Regions from separate parts of the Pan troglodytes genome. Here region 2 is linked to region 1. Evidence: chromatin contacts called from public Hi-C data. All regions are on one chromosome and are shown on one strand. Each heading gives the region's core, a stretch centred on a gene start, on an enhancer-like site or on the middle of the called end of the contact. The rest is flanking DNA. Distances are from core to core; before and after follow the strand shown.

Region 1 (6,804 bases), core at 663-3,162:
CCTCGTCATGTTTTGAGCCCCCAGCAACTACTTACCTCCTCACTGTCCAGGGAGGGAGCACGCAGGCAGGACGGGGAGAGAAGACAGAGGTTAGGGCCATGGCTGGCGGGGTCGGAGTGTGTGATGGGGTGGACAGGGCAGGAGGTGGGCAGGGTCACTGTATGGGGGTACAGGGGTACCACTTACTCTCCCATCCTGAGGTCCTGAGCTTGGAGCCTGTGGGGAGAGGAAGACAGAGGTGTTGGCCAGGCCCTTGCCACCGTGATGCCTGTGCCCATCAGGTAGGTGGTGAGGGGTTCAGGGCTCCTGATGACAGCCCCCTCCCGCCCACCCCCTACTCTCACCTCCTCCCCCTACTCTCACCTCCTTCAAGGACAATGTCTTGGAATTCCCCAGGGTGAGAAGTAAGAGGAGAAAGTGTTCCCAAAATGTCCCAGGCATAGCCTGAGGAGCTGCAGCTGTCCCCGAGGGAGGGTGGGATGGGCCAGCGCAGATGGCCGCCTGAGTGACGCTGTTATTTTTAACCCTCTCTCTTTGGCTTTGGGCCTAAGTGCATGGAAGAAATCCCTCCTCAGTTTGGCCTGGGGGCTCAGGTTCTGGGGTTTCTTGACCCCTAAACTCTCCTTCCAGGGTCCCCAGAGGTGAAGCCTGGTGGTCAGGGACTGCCTAATACCTGCCTCTCGCTACAGCTGCCTCCCCAAAGCCTCTCCTTCTCACTGCCGGATCCGTGCAGGCCCCAAAGGGGGCTGCTGGCGGCATCCCCCAGGCCCCCAGACCCCCGCCCCAGGAAGTCCTCCCTCAAACTAGCTCGAGCCACGCCCTGTCCCCCGGCCTCGGCGGGCCGGGCTGGGCCTCACCTAGAATCTGGGCAGCAGGGCTGGGAGCGAGGTCAGGCCGGCAGTGGTGAGTTGGGCTGGTGGGCCCAGGGGGAGGGGTATAAATGGCCTCCCCCAGGCTGGGCCCCTGCTCAGAAAGGGCATAGAGTCCTCCTCAGACCAATGGGGGCGCGGAGAGCCACAGAGACCTCCCCACCTGTCCGGCCGCCTGGCCTGGCCGCGTGCTGCCGCCCAGTCCAAGAAGTCTTGGTGGGGGGTGCCGTGGCTGGGCTACTCTATTTAGGGCTCGGTGACGTGCTGGAGATGCCTCTGTCGTTCTCGTAAGGAGCCTGAGGACAGTGTGTCTGGCTTTGCCTGTGGCCTCAGCGGGGCACACAGCTCGGGTCAGCTGAGGGGTCGCTGCCAGTATCCACACCTCGCCTCAGCCCATCTCACCCGAGGTCAGCGTCCAGTCCACCAACATGGCTGCTTGCTGGCGACAGCCACAGCCTCTCCCTGCGGGGCCAGCTCCCCGGCTCAGCCCCTGCAATGGGTTTCCCACTTCAGCCCAGGCCTGACCCCCTTCTGCAAGCCTGGCTTCTGGGGTGAGGCCTGGACCTCCAGATGTGGCCTTCTGGGCCCTGCCACAGCGGCCGAGGGCTGGGGGCTGCCCCCTCCCTGCGTGATGCTATCTTCCTGCCTGGGGAGCAGGACCGGGAGTGAGGGGCATGCCGCACGTGCCTCTGGGCCCCTCCCGCCTGCCCAGAACGCCCTGCTGCAGTCCCCTCGCCGGGCGACTTGGAACACATCCTTCAACCTAAGGAGAATGGCACCACCTGCATTGGGAGCCTCTCAGACCCGTGGGGGCTTGGGGCCCTCCTGGCTGCCCAGGCAGGCCTGGCATTGCCCTTTTCACCCAGGCCCGAGGCCATCGCCCCCCCAGCCCCCAGGTCCCCACCCTGCAGAGGCCCCCTGGACCGTGACTTGGCACCCTCTCGGAGTGGGGGCTCTTGGCCCCAGCCCTGCCGGCTTCGCAGCCCCGTGGGGAGGATCAGAGGAGACAGCAGCGTGGAGGCCCCAGCCGCTAAGGCAGCCCAGATGTGTGGGGACTGGGAGGGGCATCCGGCCAGGACTGAGCCCCTAAAGGCCCCAGCGGCTTCCGAAGGCATCTGCTGCCCCCTGCTGCTCATGCAGGGAAGGCCCTGCAGCACAGGTCTCTGAGGTGTTGGGGGGTCCTCCCTCCACGCTCACCAGCCCCCAAACACCATTGCCCACTCTGTCCCTACAGGGCTGGCTCTAGCCCGCCCCATCCCATGTGGTCCCGACTCTCTGGCCCCCACCTCCCCGGTCTTCCCAGGCGGCCCGGAGAGGGGAGATCTCTGCTCCCGGGGAGGTTCCCCACCCCTACCCGAGGGTCAAGCAGGGACCGGTCAGAGGCCTCAGGGCCTGGCTGAGTCTGGAGAGGAGCCCCTCCCCCGTCCTTGTCAGGGGACCCTGGTGAGTGGGCCCGGGCCCTATTTCTGCATCCCCTCCAGGCTCCAGCCGGACACACAGTGGCAGGAGAAGGCGTTTATTGCAGTGGTCCTGCAGGGCGGCCTGGGCAAGTGCCTGGGCTCAGCGGGGAAAGAGAGGCACGTGGTGCATTCAGGAGTGGGGCAAGGGCAGGCGCAGGCGAAGGCGGGGCTGCAGGGCCAGCATGCGGTCCACCTCCCTGGCTGGCCGCAGGGGGTGCCACTGGGCGACGGGCCGCCGGGCGTGGGCCAGCATGTCTGCCCAGTGCTGCAGGGGCTGCCCCGAGGCCCGGGCACCCAGGTGCACCTTGCCTACGGGCTCAGTTTGGAGCGGCAGGCTGCGGTCCCAGACGGCCAGCACCAGGTCCACATTCTGTGCAGAGACAGGCCAGAGGTTGGGGTTGGGGGAGAAAGACCACAGTCGTCGTGGTCCGGCACTGGGTCTCGCTCTGCCCCTGCCTCCCGGTGGCCCACCTGGACCTGGCTGAAGGGCACCAGGAAGGTGAAGGCCTCATTGAAGTAGGGGGCCGCCGTGCCCTTTTTGGTGGCTGTCTTTCTCTTCTTCCACTTCCTCTGGTTCAGCATGAGCTGGACCTTCACGTAGGGCTCTGGGAGGGCAAGGTTGCCGAAGGGGCATCCCAGGGCTCGGGGCTGAGCACGGGCCCCCCCTCTGCACAACAGCATGGGCAGGTGTGACCCTCACCTGCCAGTCCTGGACGCAGGCCTCGAGCCTCCAGCACCACCACGGTCAGCCGGCCTGAGCTGGGCACGTACCGGAGAGAGAAGCACAGCTCCCCGACCTGCTCGGGCTGTGGGCAGCAAGAGGGGCTTCAGCCCGGGAGGGCGATTCTGGCCGAGTTGGGGTTCAGGCCCCCGCAGCTGCTGCCCATCAGGCCTGTCTTTCCAATGGCCCATAGGGCAGGGCCCCTGCCAGCTCTGCCTTGGGCTGTGGCCTGGTGACCAGCACCTCACCTCAGTGGCAGCCGGCGGGCCCAGCGGGTACCAGTGCTCCAGAACATGCTGCAGATCCACGGTGCCCAGTGGCAGGCGGAGCTCACCCAGGGGCTCATGCCCCGAGAAGCGCTTGAAGTTGAAAAGCTGCACCTGCAGGGTGGCCCCTGGCAGTTCCGCCTGCGGGATCTGAGGCAGCGGCGTGAGCCAGGCCCTGCTGCCCTAGCTCAGGCCCACCCAGCTGCCCAGGCCCACCCAGCCCAGGCCCATCCAGCCGTCCAGGCCCACCCAGCCGACCATCCCTGACTCACGTGGAAGCAGCAGGTCTCGTCAAACACGGGGCAGAGCGTGCCTCGGTGCACTTTTGTCTCATGTCTGTGTCCGGCCCGGGTGGAGACGCTGACCCGGGCATAGGGGTCCACGGTGCCCCCAGGCCTCAGGTCGGCTGCCTGCCTCAGGCCCACCCTGATCTGGGAGCCAGGGGGGTGGGCTCAGCCAAGGGCCCCTGCCCTGTCAGCTCCCCACCACCCAGGGCACGGGGTCTGCCCTTCCCCCGTCACCCTTTCCGGAAACTCGCAGAACCGCTGGTCCTGCACAGCAGGGCTCTTCACCTCCTGGCTTCCAAAGTCGTACTCCAGGGAGAGCTGCAGGCGCCCCCATTGCTGAGCACCCCCCGGGCTGGACTCCAGGCCATCCACATCAGGTTGCACCTGGAGTGAGTTGGGACAAGGGGCAGGTGGTGCTGACATCATGCCCCATCAGAGCCCTGGGCTCCCGGGCAGCACTTGCATGACACGGGTCAAGACCCCGCGCCTCCAGGCCAGGCCACCCGACAGGCACAAATCGTCGGCTTCGCTCTGTGAGACCGGCCAAACCCACCCCAAACGTGGCATCTGGGGTACCCCCTGCCTTCCTCAAGAACCCGCTGTGGCTCCCTCGGGCCCATGGGGCAGCCCCTGTTGCATGGCCTCCTTCTCACCTCTGTTCACCCACTTTCCCTGCCAGGAAGGTCCTCACTGACCCGCCTCTGTGGGGGTTAAACCATCCCTGGGGCTGAACTCGCCTCGCTGTCCTGGGCTCTGGAGACTGGATTTCGAGCCCTCTCTGGACTGAGTGAGCAAGGAGCCGCTCCTCACCAGGTGGGTGGTGGTGGTGCCACGGGCACTGCCCAGACCCACGGCCTCCTTGTCCCTGGGCTTCTTCCTGTGGTGGCGGCAGCAGCAGCAGGCAGCACAGAGGAGGCAGGAGACGAGGAGGATGCCCGCGGCAAGGGCGCCGGCAATGAGAGCCCAGCGGGGCCCTGGGGTAGAGGCCAGGCTGAGCGCATCTGTGGACAGCTGCAGCCCCCACTTGGCTGGGTTATCCCCACACCCCTCTTGGGAATCCCACAACTCACAGGGGGTCCCGGCGACAAGGTCTGGAATAAGCCCAGGTATAGCTGTGGTGCCAGCTGGGGCCGGGGCACTGGGAGAGTCTGGTGGGTGCCCCATCTTTCTACGCTGCTGGTTTGGAAGAAGCGGCCCAGGAGGCTGGGTCAGCTGGGAGGGTGGCCCCTCCGGCCCCTGCCCGCTACTCCATCTGCCTGGCAGCAGCCAGCGCTGGGTCTGCCTGGGCAAGGAGGCAGCACGGGGTGGCCAGGGGCGAGGGTTCTGTGCAGCAGGAAGCTGAAGGGAGGGAGGCTCTGGACCCTGGCCAAAGCTCCAGCTTAGCTGCCCAGGCCCAGCCTCCCAGCCACCTCCCAGCAGCCCCCAGCCCCAGCCAAGCAGGCAGGGCCTGGGCAGCCTAGTCCCTGCCTTCACCGGACCTCAGAGCACCCTTGCCCCCACTGTAGCATGCCTCCTCCACCAGGGAGCCCTGTCCCTCCCTGCTTCTCTCTCCTGGGCCCTGGACCCTGGGCCCTGCCTGGGGGTCCCATCTCATCCCTGGGGGTCTCATCTCTGCGGTCCCATCACTTCCTTGCCTCTACCCCAGGACGCACCACAGCTGGGGCCCACCGTGGTTTGCCAGCCATACAGGTGGAGCATGTTCACTGCAGCCCCCAGGAACTTGGAAGCCCAGAGGGGTCTGCAGGGTCATGGCGGGAGGAGCAGGGCTGGCTGTCGGCGGAGCTCACTGAGCAGGCCTGGGCTAAAGGTGCATTCCTGGCAGGGGCTCAGGGCCGCAGCGCCTGAGGATGAAGGTGAGGTGGTGGCAGGTAGGGGCAGGGTGCAGCTGGGAGCGGCCAGAACATTCCACACACACTGACTCAGCCGCTGCCTGGACTCGTCCACCTGCCTGCCTGGCCACCCTTCGGCATGTGGGTGGGAAGGAGGGTGGGGCGGGCGCAGCTGCTGGCCCCTGTACCCGCCTGCCTAGGGCCTGGGGAGGGAGCACACCTGGCTGGGCTGGCTCCTGTCACCTACAGGCAGGGGAACCAGGGTGCTACATGGGGCCTACGGTGACCCCAGGCCCAGGGTGACTCCCCAGCTCAGCTCTTCCCTGACTCCACCCACTCCAGAGAGCAGCAGCCAGCCAGGAGACTCTGTTCCTCCACATCGGCGCCTCCTCTGCTTTGCCCACAAGAGCCTGGGACCCCTCTTGCCATGTCCAAGTCAGCCTGGCCTCAGGGGCCCAGCCCAGGCCATCCCTTCGGGAATAAGCAGCTGTTGAGGCCAGATACCCTCACCTCTGCAGCCCCCCGGTCTGGGGCAGAGCAAGGAGACAGACAGAAAGGGACCCTGCCATGACTCCAGACACACACACACACACACACACACACACACACACGCACGCGCACACAGCATCACTGCCCCACTCCCTGGCAGGCTGGGAGAGGCAGCTGCACTCCCAGAACGGACCCAAACCCCCGGTGTTCAGAGGAGGGGGCTGCAGCTCAAGGAGGGGAGGGAGGGTCCAGGTTCCAGCCCCACACGCATGTTGTCCCTGTGAGGTCAGCAGGCCAGGTGTTTTACAGACGAGTGGACCGAGGCTGGGAGCTCTAGTTTTGTGGCTCTGGAGGCCGGCATGGCCTGGGAAGCCCAGCCTGTCCCCAGAACACAGGGGCCAGCACAATGGAGGGATTATAGGTACAAAAAGGAGATGCGGAGGTCAGGGCCAGCTTTCCAGGCTGCACCCTGTGCGCAGGGCCCCATGCTCAGAGGGGTCCCTGCTTGGTTTAATGCGTGCTGGGGCCATCTTGAAATTCTTAATTTTGGAACAAGACGCTGCACATTTTCATTCTGCACTGGGCCTCACAAATGACGGAGCTTGTCGTGTTCGGGGGACCCCTTGGGTGAGTCCCCTGCAGATGCAGTGTGGGTGTGCAGCGAAGCTCACGGGCCTCGGCAGCCCCTCAGCTCCTGGGGGACACTCCCAGGTGGGTCGGGCGTCCCACACGTGGCTGGCGGAGCGCCCCTACTGGTGGCTGATGGAATGGGCTGGGTCCACAGGGTCCCTGGAGCGGGACTGTGCCGGCCAGATTCAAACAGGCCACTGCCTCCTCCCTACGTGGAGTTTCAAGGCAACTTCTCTTTTTGAAATGTCAGAGC
Region 2 (6,042 bases), core at 1,378-3,877, 320 kb before region 1:
CACACTGAAGGTGGTTGGGGTGCATGGATGTTGGGAGGGTAGGGACTGGTGGCTCTCTGGAAAGTACACGTCTTTGCCTCTTCCTGAGTCTTTGCTAGCTTGGGGAAGAGGTTAGAAATTTCCAGTGTGATTTAGTCCAATCTGGTGGATGCTTCTATATGAACCCTCACCCAGCTGCTGCCAGCTTTGAGTCTGTGCTTTAATTAGAAAGGCTGCGAACCTGTCCAATCGCCCAATCCAGAAATGCCTGCAAGTGCCCCCTGCAGCAGTGTCATTAGAGCTTAGTACCACACAGGGTGTGTCCGAGGTCAGATCAGACGTGACCAGTGAAGTGAAAACCCCCCCAGCTGAGTACCTTGCTCATGGAAGATGGAAGGACCTAACTGCACAGTACATAACTGTACTGGGAGCACCTCAAATCCAATTTTTCTGCTCATTCTTGAATGCTGCTTTGTCCCCCTTATCCCCCCCCCCGATTTTACCAGTGCCACGTCCACCAACATTCCGGGGTGTCAAGTAACTGCCAAGTGTCACTCTAAGTAAAGCTACACCCACTCCCCACCACCTCCACATAGCCCCCACCTCCTAGCTGGCAGGGAGCTTCTGGCTTATGCCCACGCCCACAGGCGCCTTTCTGCCAGGTCAGGGGTGGGCCAAACCTCCACCCCCTAATGTACCATGCCCTGGTGCTGGAAAGTGCCTGAGCCAGCTGCCCCAGCGGCCTCAGCACTACCAAGTTGGCACAAAGCTCCCCAAATTCGGAGGGGCTCAGGGAAACGAGTGGAGGGGATGAGGAGGTGAGGGGTAAACCCATCATTTCAGTTGGCATTTGAGCAGGTGCCATGCTCAGCGGAGATGAGGCTCTCCCATCTGTAGGGGCCGTATTAACATGCACACTCTAAAAGTGCCCTTCGTGTCTCCAGCCTCAGCTTTGTCCCTCTCCTCCTCCACGTCAACCTGGCCAGAGGGTCTGGACGCCACAGCCAGGGCACCCCCTGCTTTGGTGGTGACTGCTAATATCGGCCAGGCCGGCGGATCATCATCCAGGCAGTTTCGGCAGAGAGCCTTGGGAACCAGTGACTCCCCGGTCCTCTTTATCCACTGTCCAGGAGCTGCGGGGACTGCGCAGGGACTAGAGTACAGGTAACTGGGCTCCCATCCCTTGAGCGTGAGAGAAAAGCTGCACTTTAAGTGTTCAGGCGTGGGTGGGCCGGGAGCTTGGGGCAGCTGCCAGGATCCTGGTTTCTGAAGGAGGGGAAGAACTGCTGCTGCTGGAGGGTGCAGGGAAGCCTCCTGAGAGCAGCCTCAACTTCAGGGATGGGGTGTGCAGGAAAGGCCATTGTGGAGAGGGTTCTTCTTTAGGGCTGCACAAAGCCACTGAGGCTTTTGCAAGGAAAATAGGTTTTCCTTGACTAATTCACCAAGCAAAATGGGAGGGGTAGGGGAGGAGGGCTAGGCTGCTCTTCCCAGCGGGAACACACAGCTGTCTTCACAAGTGTGAAAGGAAGAGTCTTTCTGTGTGAAAAGTTTCCTCCCGTTGCATCCCCCATCCCATTCCCAGAGACAAACAGGAGACTTTGCAGAGGAGCCAGGGGCCCGAGATTCTGGCGCAGATATTTTATTTATATATATATATATATATATACACCATTTTAAAGGTAAAGCTTCCTTCCCTCCTGCCTCCCTATGCCTCCTGACCACCAGCAAGAAATTGGACAGGAGACTGAGGAGAAATGCCGGGAGAGGCAACAACGGCCCTCCATGTCCCCCTAGGTTTAGCTTCTCTCCTCCTGATGGCGCACCTGGTCCCCCTTGCTGCCCTCCCAGCCTCCCTGGCACAGAGAGGGGCCCTGGGGCCAAGGCAGTTTCCCTGGGAATGCTCATTCATGCATGAAGTTTTTCTCTGTTGCACCCTGGACCCAGACTCCTCAATCCACCCAGGGTGGTGTCTGTGGGGCGGGGGTTCATTTCCCCAGGAAGCACAGCCACCCCCTCCCTCACTGGCCTCGTCAAGCAGAGCTGTGTGTCCAGTGGCTTTTGCTGGGGCCCCCTCCTTATCTCCTTCCAAGGTGGGGGTGTTTGGAGGTGGAGGAGGCTTTCATATTCTGTGCCATGACCCCTCAAGGCGGGCCATTCGTGTGCACCCTCCACCCCCAGTGCCAGGCAGAAGCCCATCCTCACCCAGGAACAGGGCAGCTGTCCAACAGAAGGGTCTCGGCCTCTCCATCAGCACCGGGAAGCCCTTTCTAGGCAAACTTCTCACCACTTCTTCCCTCCCTTATACTTTGAAAACGGGAGCTCTAGGCGGGGGAGGGGCTAGAGGGGGAGCCGCTGCCCAAATCCTGACAAGGTGACCTGAAGGAACCCGGGGAGGGGGATGGCACAGGGCTCAGGCTTGGGGTGTATGGGGAGGGGGGGCTTTGCTTTTAAAAGAGGTCATCTCAGCAATATCTTTTTGTTTTTCCCCAGGGGCCGAAGAGTCACCACCGAGCTTGTGTGGGAGGAGGTGGATTCCAGCCCCCAGCCCCAGGGCTCTGAATCGCTGCCAGCTCAGCCCCCTGCCCAGCCTGCCCCACAGCCTGAGCCCCAGCAGGCCAGAGAGCCCAGTCCTGAGGTGAGCTGCTGCGGCCTGTGGCCCAGGCGACCCCAGCGCTCCCAGAACTGAGGCTGGCGGCCAGCCCCAGCCTCAGCGCCAACTGCAGAGGCAGAGAGGTGAGTGTCTCAGGCACCCTGAGGCCTGGCAGAGAGGGCCACAGGCTCTGCGCGGGAGTCTTCGAACTGGGATCTCCCCCTTCTGCAAGCAGCTTTGGCTCAGAGAGGCTGGCGTGGATTCAGTCACACAGCTGGGATCTGGAGTTCCGTGGTTGGCTCCAGGTGCTTCCGTCCAGGGGCCAGAGCAGGTGTGGGCAGAGCAGGTTCCCCGCAGTCTCCACGGCACCGAGGTCCTGGCAGGGGAGCTCCTGGGAGAGGAAAGAGGGCAAAGAAGGGGAGAGGGGCAGGGAGAGAGCGGGCAGCCAAAGGGGAGAAGATGGGGGGCAGAAAGTGGGTAGAGAGGGAAAAAGGGAAAATATCATTGGGGAAGAACCCAAAAACCCAAGGAAAGCTGGGCTCTGCTGGGGGCTGTGAGACCCCCGGGTTCTCCCCGCCCCAGGCTGCTGGCCATGGGGTCTTGCACCAATGGCCTGACCTTTCTGTCAGTCTGTATTTATCAAAGTGGGTGACAGTCTCAGGCCTCCTGGCTGTTCAGAATTGAGGTAATAACCAGAGGCCTTCTGAGCAAAGGGCCTAAGGGGCTCCGGCGTCAGGATCCCATTGCGGTCAGGAGCCTGCGGGGCTTCCCGTGTGCAAGGGGGGTGAAAGGTGGCTAGAAAGGCCCAGCCAGTGGCTTCTGCCTCAACCAGAGGGAGCTCTGTAGTGGGGACAGCACCCATTCACTGGTCAGGCACTGGGGTGACAGGGGAGGCTCCAGGACTTGGGGAGCGTTGGAGCTGGAGGCACATGGATTGGAGTCCCTGCACCTGCCCCACGACAGGGCCTGCAGGCAGGGATCCAGCAGGTGACCCTTCAGGCTGGTTTGCCCATCCCAGATAGAAGCCGGGAGTGTTCTTTCAAAGGTGTCTTTACCTTAGACACTCAATAAAATGGTAACACAGTGGCGCCGCCTCAGTCCTTTGGAGTGTGCACCGTCTGAACCCCTCTCCCAGGGCCCTCTCCCAAGCACCCCAACCTGGACCCATATCCCCCACATACTTTTGGCTTTGGGCAGATTGAGCAGCCTTGGGGTGGTCTGTGCTGTCTGGTGTGGAGGGTTGCAGTTCGGGTCCTTAGTCTGACTTCCCAGGCCGGCCGGGCTGACGCCAGCGAGTGTGTCCTTCCCCAGCGAGGGGAGCGAGCGCAAGGTCAACGCCTCGTCTGCGGCGCCCTGCAGGGGGTGACGGAGGGGCACTCTGAGGACCCTTGGAGAAAGGAGCTGGGTTTGTAAAATGCTGGGCTTGGTCCCACCGACGGCGGAGCGGTGAGCTCAGCGCCAGAGCTGGGGAGGAAACGGGAATGAGAAAGGCCCACTTCAGGACTGGTGAGCGAGGGGATGGGGAGCAGCCACAGGCCGAGGCTGGGGCATGGGCCAGGCTCCATGGGGTGAGTCTGAGTCCTTGAGGGGATGTTCATCCTCTGTGGAATGTGGGTTTGCCAGTGGAGAGGAGACCAGCGTTGCCCTGGTGAGGTGCTGGTTCACGGCTGGGGGGCGGACGCTGCTTGGGGCTAAAGTTCCCACCAGCCAAGCTCTGGGTGGGAGGAGACCCTGGCCCCCTCCCGACACCCTTGGACTGCTGGCGGGACCCTTCCTACCTCCGGGGGCTGGAAGTAGTGGGGGAGGAGCCAGTCTTGAGGAAGAACCCCGATGCTGGTCTTGACTAGAGGGGAGCCGGTGTGCTTTTTGAGCCCCAGGGTGACCCGCGTCTGCCCCAGCCTCCAGCCTGCCCTGGTCACTTCTGACTAAATAAGGAGAGCACTCAGCAGGCAGCCCCATGAGGGAGGGGGAACATGTGTGTCCCCCCACTCCCCCACCTGCTCCTCCCTCCCTACAGGGCCACTACACCCTGCTGTGGGCACCCCAAGGTGACCCTCAGCCTTCTTCCTACCTCAAAAAGTCCAGGCATGCGTTTCCAAGCATGATCGGTGGCTCCCTGGGGAAAGGCACCTCGGCAGGGCAGAACAAAGGGAAGGGACCCCCAAACAGGTCACTGGTGTAATTGTCCCCAGCACCCCCAAAGAGGAGGAGAACCCACAACTCGGAACTGGGGCTCACCCCCGATGCCCAACCTGTCCCCAGCCTGGGAAGCAGGCGTGGAGCAGAAGGTGGGGGGAGCCTAGAGCTGGCCCTGGGGGCCCTGGTTTTGTCCATGACGGGAGCCTCGGCAACCTAGTCTGCTCTCCCGGGGACCAGGTTTGCAGACAGGCACCTTTCAAATGCTCCTCACCCCCAAATTTACAAGTCACCCTGCAGAGGAAAACATCAACACAGCCCGGGGTTCTCTGCTGGAGGCTCCCCCTTCTATAGGCACAGCCGGAGAGGCCAGAGAGCTGGGGACACGGGGAGGCTGCAGAAGGCTGGTGGGAAGGGGGGCAGTGATGGGTGGGGAGAGATGGGCCAGATGTTCTTGGAATGGGACATGGGGGTGATTGATGCAGACGGAAATTTGAAGGGGACATTCCCACGTGTCTTGTTCTGTGGGTGGAAAATGGGCTGTTTTTCATGGTGGGGGCGGGTTCTCCCTGTCTTGCCAAGCTAATGTGAAAGAGATGCCTCATCCTGCCCAGCTCCCCACACCTGTCCAAGGCCATTAACTTCTGCCTCCCCAGTGTCAGGCTTTGAGATGCCCCCCTTCTAGCCGGGGTCCTCCTATGGGGTGACAATGGGGACAAGCAATGCCCACTGTAGTTGCCCCAGGATCCCCCACCATTCTGCTGGTCCCCAGCGGTGCCCCCTCTCTGGCAGTACCCCCACCCACCCCACAGGTCCCCTTAGGGCCACTGCCCCATCGCCCGACATTGCCCAACGCCAAGGGGTGACCTTGTTCCTGCCGACAGGGCCGTTGGGCGCCTGCATGCGGGTTTAATATTTGCCTATAAGGAACTGGGCTTTCCCCAGCCGGAGTGGACAGACTTTCCCTGAAAATTCGCTTGGAGAGAACGAAAAGAGACCCCTGGCACCCCAGCGGCGTGCAGCCCTGCACCCCCCTCCTCCTGGGCCCCGTGTTTCTCATTTTCCTCCCTACTTCCTCTGCTCTTCAGTGTTACCCAAACAAAACTGGTTTCACCCTTGTTTGGTGCTGGCGAAGGCCCGAATGGCGCGCGCAAAGCTCCGGGGCAGGCCGGAGGTGGCCACCGGGGGTGCTCCGGGCCCCCAAGCCAAGCCGGGGACTAGCCTGCCCCCGGTGGCGGCTCGGCCGCGGCTTCGCCTAGGCTCGCAGCGCGGAGGCGAGTGGGGCGCAGTGGCGAGGGGGAGCCTGCGGACCTCCCACGCGGGGACCGAGCAGGTAT

The links. A called contact is a pair of places that touch in the nucleus more often than the background predicts.
Region 2: a Hi-C map of stem cell-derived neural progenitor cells shows a contact between it and region 1, with 7 times the contacts expected there. The contact joins the promoter of IGF2 here to the promoter of TNNI2 in region 1. A contact is called at or near these places in 4 of 7 Hi-C or Micro-C datasets (blood, induced pluripotent stem cells, a lymphoblastoid cell line and 1 more).

Annotation. Positions count from the first base shown.
Region 1 is chr9:6,094,931-6,101,734 of NHGRI_mPanTro3-v2.0_pri, reverse strand. TNNI2 (troponin I2, fast skeletal type) reads right to left here and starts at 1,912. Exons shown (of 6, transcript XM_024346900.3): 1 at 858-1,912; 2 at 1-216. SYT8 (synaptotagmin 8) reads right to left here. Exons shown (of 9, transcript XM_009459679.4): 2 at 4,674-4,779; 3 at 4,414-4,577; 4 at 3,889-3,987; 5 at 3,589-3,747; 6 at 3,299-3,466; 7 at 3,030-3,135; 8 at 2,801-2,934; 9 at 2,238-2,699. The coding sequence starts at 4,767. The coding sequence ends at 2,460.
Region 2 is chr9:6,411,416-6,417,457 of NHGRI_mPanTro3-v2.0_pri, reverse strand. It overlaps IGF2 (insulin like growth factor 2), which reads left to right and starts at 2,627. Exons shown (of 4, transcript XM_016920179.4): 1 at 2,627-2,712. It overlaps IGF2-AS (IGF2 antisense RNA), which reads right to left. Exons shown (of 3, transcript XR_002938414.3): 2 at 3,751-3,922; 3 at 1,603-2,960. It also overlaps the pseudogene LOC134807324.